Linked DNA regions of Mus musculus: region 2 is linked to region 1. A link is a contact called in public promoter capture Hi-C data. All regions are on one chromosome and are shown on one strand. Each heading gives the region's core, a stretch centred on a gene start, on an enhancer-like site or on the middle of the called end of the contact. The rest is flanking DNA. Distances are from core to core; before and after follow the strand shown.

Evidence for each region. Promoter capture Hi-C pulls out the DNA fragments that hold promoters and counts their contacts.
Region 2: a promoter capture Hi-C map of liver shows a contact between it and region 1, with 5 times the contacts expected there. The contact joins the promoter of Dip2b here to the promoter of 4930578M01Rik in region 1.

Annotation. Positions count from the first base shown.
Region 1 is chr15:98,984,112-98,988,689 of GRCm38.p6, reverse strand. It overlaps 4930578M01Rik (RIKEN cDNA 4930578M01 gene), which reads right to left and starts at 2,725. Exons shown (of 4, transcript NR_045991.1): 1 at 2,604-2,725; 2 at 860-933; 3 at 545-713.
Region 2 is chr15:100,035,422-100,040,186 of GRCm38.p6, reverse strand. It overlaps Dip2b (disco interacting protein 2 homolog B), which reads right to left and starts at 1,523. Exons shown (of 38, transcript NM_001159361.2): 1 at 1,278-1,523. The coding sequence starts at 1,377.

The DNA.
Region 1 (4,578 bases), core at 1,476-3,975:
GCTGGTTAACGTTCTCAAGGTTATAGTACACGCTCGCTTTTCTTGGCTTTCGAGGCATCTTTTCTGCTAACCTGTAATGGCGGGTGAGGAGAGAACTCTGTCTTAGCCAAGCTATCATTAAATCTCTTTCCCCTGATCTCCTTGACCAGCTCTTTGCAATATAAGGGGCAATGGCCTGACTTCATGAACCTAACTAAGCGCCTTATAGTAGTGGTGTTGCTAGTGTCCGACCAACTACACACTGTTCAGTTTCAGACCCAGGGACAAGGCACTGAGCTGCAAATTTTACACATCAAAGCAAGCTGGCCTCCAGACTCTGCCAGCATCCCTCAGTCCCTACCTGGCATACCCTGCCCCCAACCCTGAACCCTTCAGCCCAGGGCTTGGGCTGCCCTTCCCCCAGAGGCTCTTTCCTATATAATTCAGAGATTTTGGGCTCTCTTTCTCTCTCTCTCCCCCTCCCCTTTCCCCCTCTCCCTTTCTCCCTCCTTCTCTCCCCATGTTAACTCCCTTGGCCTCAGTGAGCTCGCCCTCATAAACTTGCCTTTAGTATAATATAATCTGGCTTGAATTGGCTCAGTCCGCAGGTAGCAGAGACTTAACCTCTCACACACCATCAGAGACATTTGTCTGCTAAGAAATTTCTTCAGTGTCAGGAGGCAAAGGCCAGGAATCAAGAATGCCAGGGCTACGCCAAGAAACGCTCTTGCAGGCTGAGGTTGGAGAGAAGGAGAAGGGAAGGAGGAGGAGAAATCTCGTCACCGTGAAAAGGGGCTTTCTTAGCAACACTCCCTTTTCACGCTACTTACTAGTTGGTTTTCTTAGAAAAGTAATCTGACTTGGGCATGGTGAGACATACCTGTCCCTAGCACTCTGGTGGCCAAAGGAGGAGGCTGTCATGTTCCAGGGCACCCTGGCTACAAGGTAAAAACCCTGTCAACAAAACAAGAAGAAAAAAATGTGTGTGTGCCTCCCCGAATTCAATCCCTAATGCCTCAAGTCCATAAATAACACACAAAACCAAAAGGATATTTTAACGTTGTCCCTTTAAAAGAAAAGCATTCCAAACTGCTCTTCTCTGAGCTAAGCCTGGAATTAAGGCGAAGGGGCTTGGCTCAGGCCTCGAGCCTTGTCACATTCCACAAACACTTGGCCCATCTGCTGTCTGACTGATTTTCAGACCAGAAGTCACATGTGGCTTCAGCTCTTGACAGCTGAAGTTGTCTTCTTGTGGAATTGGAATTTCAGTTTGGGACTGGTTGGGATGAGTTCACACACACACACCCTAAAATCAGGTTCTGTGGGTTAGAGAAAGCTCTCTGAGCCAGGAGGGATAGGCGGACATTTTAGAAACAACACAGGCTTATTTGTTGGAAACTGCCCCCAAATCAGGCTTGTTTCATGTCTAGTACTGCTCATTGCTCGTGTGTGTTTTGGTTCCTACTAAATTTCATCTGCCCGCTAAGTATCCGCTTGTATTGTGTTTAGAACAATGGAATATTTGTGTGCTTCTGTGAGAGCTACACAGCAGGAGACTGGCTGCCCGCAGCTGCCCCAGCCCTCAGACAGCCCTGAGACCAGCCTGGTTAGCCCTCCTGGAGACCCTTCAAAGGCTCCCTTTCACATTCGAGGCTCAGCTAGAACAAATAAGCAGATGTCACCGGCTTATCTTTACGTTTGTAAGTTTAAAAAAAAAAGTTGATAAAATTTTTCATAATATTTGAAAAAAATATTAATATTCACAAATTGTGAATATTCATAATTCTGCCTTGTGTTGGTTGATGGCAGCTACCCCTACAGTGGGCATTAGCAAAGCTTTTAATCTCGGGGTTCGAAGTTCCCAAAATATGTTACCTCATATTTTAAAGAACCTCGATTTAAAAATCATAAGCGCTTTTGGGGACAAGATCTGTTTTGCACTTCATATTTTCCACACATACGTCGAGGCTTTAGACATGCAGCAGATATCCATGGAGTTCATGAGTATTAGCTAGATGCTCTGGCACACGATGGTAATCCCAGCACTCAGGAGGCAGAAGCAGGAGGTTCAGGAGTTCAAAGACAGCTCCCACCCCCACCCCCACCCCCATCCTTGAAGGTCTCAAAAGAAATAAAGCAACTAAGAAAAGCATTAAAGAGACAGCGAATGTGAGCTCATGCCAAGTTTAGGCCACACCATCGGCACAGTACAATAACGCAACATCATTTACTCCAAAAATACCCTAAGTGCTTTCCAGTCATAGATTATCTCATTTAGAAACTCAGGCTGCGGGGCTGGAGAGATGGCTCAGCGGTTGAGAGCACTGACTGCTCTTCCAGAGGACCTGATTTCAAATCCCAGCAACCACATGGTGGCTCACAACCATCTGTAAAGGGACCTGGTGTTTCTGAAGACAGCTACAGTGTACTCATATAAATAAAATATATAAATTAAAAAAAGAAAGAAAGAAACTCAGGCCGCGTCACAGGTGCGGCTGTGAGGGTTAAAGGGGGCTGCACTTGGAAAAGACCAGATGTCACTATCACCCTTTTTTTTTTTTTTTTTGGTTTTTCTGTATAGCCCTGGCTATCACCCTATTTTATATGTGACAAAGCTCACTCACACAAGAAACACCGCTAATCAACAGTCTTCCCGGCTGGCATTCTCCAGTTTTGTTACTGTTGTTTCTGTTTTGTTTTGGACAGAGTCTCCCGGTGTGGGACAGACTGGCTTCTTCAGTCTCCCAAGGGTTTGGGTCACAGCTGTGCATCCCCGTGTCCATCCTCCGGGACTTTCCAGGCTACCAACCACACCCATAGCTCCATTCCTTAACCACCCTCCCTCGAGCCACAGTGACGTGCTTCCTCTGAAAGACCATCCCAGAAGTGAAAGCGCTCAGTACACCAGGTTTGCGATTCGTTCCCTGGGCTACCTCACTTCGTGTTTACAACATCGCCTTTGTGAGTCGGCCACTAATACCTCAGGTGTAAGGAATAAAGGACTGGAGAGTGGGGGTTAACCACCCGGAGGCAGGGGGCTAACGATAAACGGTGAGAACACAGCGCGCCTGCGCTGGGTCTCTGCGCTTACCGTGCTGCTATGGGCCGCCTGCTTCTCTAGTTCCTCTGTGTTGTTAGTAACACTCCAGTCAGCCATAACGCGTGTGCCTGTTTCAACCCGCCCCGTGAATACAAACCCAGTTAGATGTTGGCTTGTGCCATGAAGTCATTTCAAGAGCTGAGTGAAAACAAGGGAAAGGTTCTGATGCTAGCCGCATCAGCTGGGAGGAAGAGGCAGAAACGTTTAAAAGGAGCTCCACAGGGCACAGAGAGGAAAAGGACAGACAAGTCAAACAGAAAATACAGCATGGCGCGGTTCCTGTTTCTAAAAGTCACACAAAACAAATGACACACTTATACACATACATCCGTGAAGACCGAAGGAGAAATGTTGGTAACATTGGCTCTCTGGACCGGGGCCTGGCTTAAAGTGACAGAGTAGTGACATTTTATAAGATAGTTTATTAACATAATGGGTATGTAAGAGAAAGAAGAACTGGGCGGGGGCAGAGACGTTGTCAGAAAATAAAAGATCAGAATAAATAAATCTAATAAACATTTAAAAAAAAGAAAAAGAAAATAAAAGATTACCCCCTTGCTGTAAAGGTTGTGGCAGGAACACACTAGGCTAAAGCCACTGGTCTGTGTCCATAGAGACAGACAGATGTCGGCTTAACCTCTCATCGTGAATTCGATGGTTTTCAATATTTAATATTTCTTACTTCTACCAAAAAGGTTCTCACATTGTGGCTCTCGGAACTGGACCAGCCTGGGCGGGGGAGGGGAGGTATCGGCTGTGTTTCTTTGTGTTGTTGGACTAATTTCCTTATCTACCAAGAGGAGAGGCTAGAAAGAGACAGGCTCCAGAGAGTGGTGTGAGGATTAAATGAGAGAATAAATGGACAATAACTCAGGCCACAGGGACATGTGGGCCCCAGCCCTCCCACTTCACCTGATCTCTAACTTTATCTTTAAGATAATTAAATGTCCCTCTCTGAGAACTTTTGTTGTTCATTACTAATGGCCTACATCAACGCCAAATTAAACGAATAAAGCCTTGGAAATTTGGTATAATAGCTTGACAGACAGGCTTCATGGATTTGAAGCTTTACATTGTGCAAATGTATCTTTCTAAGCATTAATAGTATGGTTCATCTATTAATTTTAAGAAATATATTTTACCGGATTTAAAAAATAATACATCTCTCTTCCCTGAGACATTCAATTTTTTTTTTTTTTTTGAGAAGTCAAATTTTTGATGTGAGAGACCAATCACCCAGATCAGAGAGGCCATTTAAAGTACAAATCAGCCGGGCGTGGTGGCACACGCCAGGGGCAGGCAGATTTCTGAGTTCGAGGCCAGCCTGATCTATAGAGTGAGTTCCAGGACAGCCAGGGCTACACAGAGAAACCCTGTCTCAAAAACCTCAAAAAAACAACAAACCAAAAACCAAAAAAAAAGTACAAATCAAAAACGTAAATAGTTTTGCATCTTACAGCGTGTTTATTTACGACCCCAATAAAACTTAAGACGCTTGT
Region 2 (4,765 bases), core at 274-2,773, 1.1 Mb before region 1:
AAACCTTAAGGGAAATATATTTTAATAAACTACTTCAAATGTTTTTTTTTTTTTAAATCTGGTAAATATTGTAACCAAAGGTATCACCGGGCAAGCAACCCAAAGGTTTCCTATCTTCCTAAACGCTTCCCCACTGATTAATTGAAAAGTAATATGTTGATAATTGCATGCAGGTGAAAAGATCACCACCCTACACATTGGGAAAGCCTTAAAGGGTTATTAAAATTAATTATTTCCTTCAATCGAGTAAGATCTGTGACACTCAAACGCACTTCTGGCTTTTCACTATAAGTGATTCTCAAAAAGGTTTGAAAAAGCCCAGTGTCGTGACAAGTTAACAAAAAGTCGGAACTAGAACGCTCCTGGGAACTTGATCACATTCCTTACTCTTTTCCAATCAACAGTTTTTAGTGAACTTGAAAAATACTGGGGAGGGTCTTTGGCAAGGAATTCAACAATATGCAACTCTGGAGACATCAGCGAAGTGTACGGAAACCAAGCGCGGAGAAAATGCTGCTTTTGTTCAGAGGCCGCCTGCGATAAAAACAGGAACTTTACAGAGAAGCTGATCTCCACAGCACATTCGCCTGACCACATGCCCACAGCCGGCATTGAGGTCCTCATTGTTATCCAAGGCACTTCTCTTGTAACAGAGCCCAGATTTAGTCCATGTTTGAAATTATCTACACAAACCCAACCCTCCCTGTACCAATCCATTGTCAAAAGAAAGAGGGTGCCGGCCAGGATTTGCATGTACCCGGTAGCCACCTCTACAAAGACTCCAAAAGGTGACCAGATAGGAAAACCTAGACTGAATGCAGGTGGCAAGAAAAGCCTGCTGCTCCCAAGGACAGAGGCGGTCTAGAGGCAGCGGATCGGGGGGTCTCTGGGTTAGCGCCACCGCTTCCGACCTCCCTCGGACCCTCAATGGCTCCCCCGCTCCTTTCTCACGCCTGTCACTGGTGAGGCACCTCGCATTGTTAGAGAAGCAGGAAGACGTGCAGCTGCGGCGTCCCCCTGCGCCTCGTTCTGAAGCCGGAGCGAGGGGACAGGCGAGCGGCCCTTCGGGAGCAAGGCAGCAGAGGGGCAAGGTGTCAGCCGGAGGGCGCAGCTTTGTCTCCAGCTGACCCGTCCCCGGGTCCTGCGGGGCCCCCCAGGGACAACAATGAAAGCCCAGCCGCGCTTCGCGGGTGGGGAGCGGCGAGCCCCGCCAGCCCAGCCGCCCACAGGCCGCCGCCCGCTCGCCCGCTCGCCCGGCCCGCCGCGCGCTCGCCTACCCTCAGACAGCTCCAGCTCCAGCTCAGCCAGCTGCGCCCGCACCTCGGGGGGCAGCGCGGCCACCGCGGCCGGCGACGGCTCCAGGCCTCGCTCCGCCATCGCGGCTGCGCCAGCCACACTCCGGAAGACGAGAGGGGGCCGAAGGAGGGACGGACTGACGCGGGCCCACACCCCGGCTACAGGATCCGGCTCCAGCCGCCGAGAGCCGCCGGCGCTGCCGCTGCCGCCGCCGCCGCCGCCGCCATGAGCGAGGGTCACGTGAGCGTGCGGCCCCGCCCCCCGGCCTGGAGCTCGTCCCGCCCCGGAGACGCAGGACGGGCGTGGCTACAGCGCCCTCTACCGCGGATCTTGGAGAGCGCAGGCTGCCGTCGCCTGCTCTGCTCTCCTTGGGAAGATGCGGCACCTGCTGCATATGACGCCTACCTTCCACAAACTCTCAAGCAAGAGGACTCCGGGACGTTGCCCTTACTTCTTCCAGTCCCTCTCACTCGGGAGAGCATGCATCTGTCATGTCTTTTCCCCCATTTTCCCTGATGGACCTGCCTACAGGCCACATCCTTCATCTACCCCAGATTCTGGATTATGCCTGCCAACAACTCTTTGATTTCTTTTTCGGTGCTTCTTGTAATCCCAGCACTCAGGAGGTGGAAACCGGAGGATCTGAAGTTCAAGGTCATTCTCTCCTCAGTGAGAGCCAGCCTGGGCTACATGAGACCTGTCTCAAAACACAAGAAAAAAGATCACAGTCGAACTTGCTTCATCTTGCCTTGACTCCTAAAGACTTATAAAAAGAACTTCTGTGGGAATAGGGGTTGGGGACATGGTTTCATTGTTACAATCGCTGGCTGCTTCTGCAGAAGGCCTAAGCTCAGTTCTCAGCACTGGGCGTCTAATGCCAGCTTGAGGACCTCTGCAGACCTCTACACACACGGCTACATACACCGCATTCGGTATAATGGTGCACGCCTTTTATCCCAGCACACAAGAGGCAGAAGCAGGCTAATCTCTGAGTTTGAGGCCAGCCTGGTCTACATAGTGAATTCCTATTCAGCCAGGGCTACACAGTTAAGACCCTGTCTGGAGGAGCGAGGAACGGAGAGGGGAGGGGGAGGAGAGGAAGAGGAAGAGGAAGAGGAAGGGGAAGAGGAAGGGGAAGGGGAAGAAGAGGAGGAGGAGGAGGAGGAGGAGGAGGAGGAAGAAGAAGAAGAAGAAGAAGAAGAAGAAGAAGAAGAAGAAGAAGAAGAAGAAGAAGAAGAAGAAGAAGAAGAAGAAGAAAGAAAGAAAGAAAGAAAGACATCTCTTTATGCAGTCTTGCCTGACCTGGAACTCTCTACTCAACCGACAAAGGACAAAGATCCACTTTCATCTGCCTCCTTGCTGAGTGTTGGAATCAAAGACGTGCCCTAGCTTGATGGGGAGTTGGGGATAGCTTTTTTTTTTTTTTTTTTAGCCACCTCAGTATGTAACCTATATGTAGTCCAAAAGTACTCATTCTAGTTTAGTATATATAAGGAAGGCCAAAAAAAAAAAATCCCTGTATTCTTTTTCCCCTCTTTTATTATTATTATTTTCTTTATTTACATTTCAAATTTTACATTCCTGTATTCTTACCAAAAACTATTAAGATCTTTATTTTACATTGTAACTTTTGTGTTTAGTATTGAAATTTTGTCACAGGGAGACAACTGATTTATGATTTTTTTCCCCACTGTGTGCATGGGGGGGGGGGGGGTGGCACACACAGCCTGAGGGGATCCTAGTGTCTCTTTCTTTCCAAGGTGCTCCAAAATGGAAGCTGGGGATGTTAGAAGCAGGGAGCCCAGGAGTCAATCCCCAACATTACATAAACTGAGGAGCTAAATTCAAAATCAGTCTGCTCTGTCTCGAGTTCTAGGCGGGCCAGGACTCATAGAGAGATGTTATCTCAAAGCCACCATAAAGGAAAGAAGGAGGGAGGGAGGGAAAGAAGCGTGAGCTCAAAGCTGCTTAGGGGCAAGACGTTGAGATTACCTCTGAACTGAGCTAATGAGTGCTACGGATGTAATCCCATGTAAAGTTCTTGACTCCATGACATTCCGGAAGCCCCAAGATCCACCAATTTGTTCAATTGCACCTAGTATTATTTATGTATGAATTTATTTAGTGTATGGGTGTGTGTGTGTGTGTGTGTGAGAGAGAGAGAGAGAGAGAGAATGCCCATGTGGAAATCAGAGAAGAACTTGCAGGAATCTGTAGTGAGGCCTTGAGGAAGTACTCTTACTCTGGAGTTGTCTCATCTCGGTTTAGTTTAAGACTACTTAATGATTTGGGGGCTGGAGAGATGGCTCCGCAGTTAAGAGCACTGGCTGTTCTTCCAGAGGTCCTGAGTTCAATCCCCAGCAACCACATGGTGGCTCACAACCATCTGTAATAGGATCCTATGCCCTCTTGTGGTGTGTCTGAAGACAGCTACAGTGCATGCATATAAATAAAATAAATACATCTTTAAAAATACTAATGAAAAAAAGACTATTAATTCATGACACCTTCCATCAAGAAATGAGATCCAAACAGCAAGATGGCTCAGTGGGTTTCTAGTCTGACGGACAGCCTGTGTTCAGTGCCTGGAATCCACATGGTAGAAAGAAAAGACTGACACCCAAAAATGAACTTCTGACCTCCACACACACACGCACACACACACACACGTGTACACACATTAAATAAATAAATATATATATATATTTAAAAACCACTGTTAAGAAATGAGCTAGCTCGGGCTGGTGAGATGGCTCAGTGGGTAAGAGCACCTGACTGCTCTTCCGAAGGTCCGGAGTTCAAATCCCAGCAACCACATGGTGGCTCACAACCATCTGTAAGGAGATCTGACTCCCTCTTCTGGAGTGTCTGAAGACAGCTACAGTGTACCTACATATAATAAATAAATAAATCTTAAAAAAAAAAAAAAGAAAGAAAGAAATGGGCTAGCTCAATGATTAAGAGCATCTTTTGACTTCCAGAGGACTCAGGTGTAGTTTCTAGCAACCACACGGTTTCTCACAACCCTCCACAATCCGGTTCTAAGAGCTCTAAGGCCCTCTTCTGGCCTCTGAGGGACCACATATGAAGGCAAAACACTCACACATATAAAAATGAATATATAAATCCTTAAAGAAAGGAAGGGGCTAGAGAGATTAATCCCCAGTAATGAGATCTGACACCCCTTCTGGTGTGTCTGAAGATAGCTACAGTGTACTCATATACTTAAAATAAAGAACCCTTTTTTTAAAAATCATTAATTAATATTGCTTGCTGCTCCTCTAAAGGACTAGCACCCACTGCAGGCACCTGCAGCTCAAACTCTAAGGGATCTCTGGTGTTGTCCTCTGCCTCCAAGATCATCCATGTGTGGTATGCACATACAGACACAAACAGATCTATAAGTAAAAAAAAACAAATCTTCAAAAAGAAACAAAATGAGATCCAAGGACTGCACGGTGGGAATGTT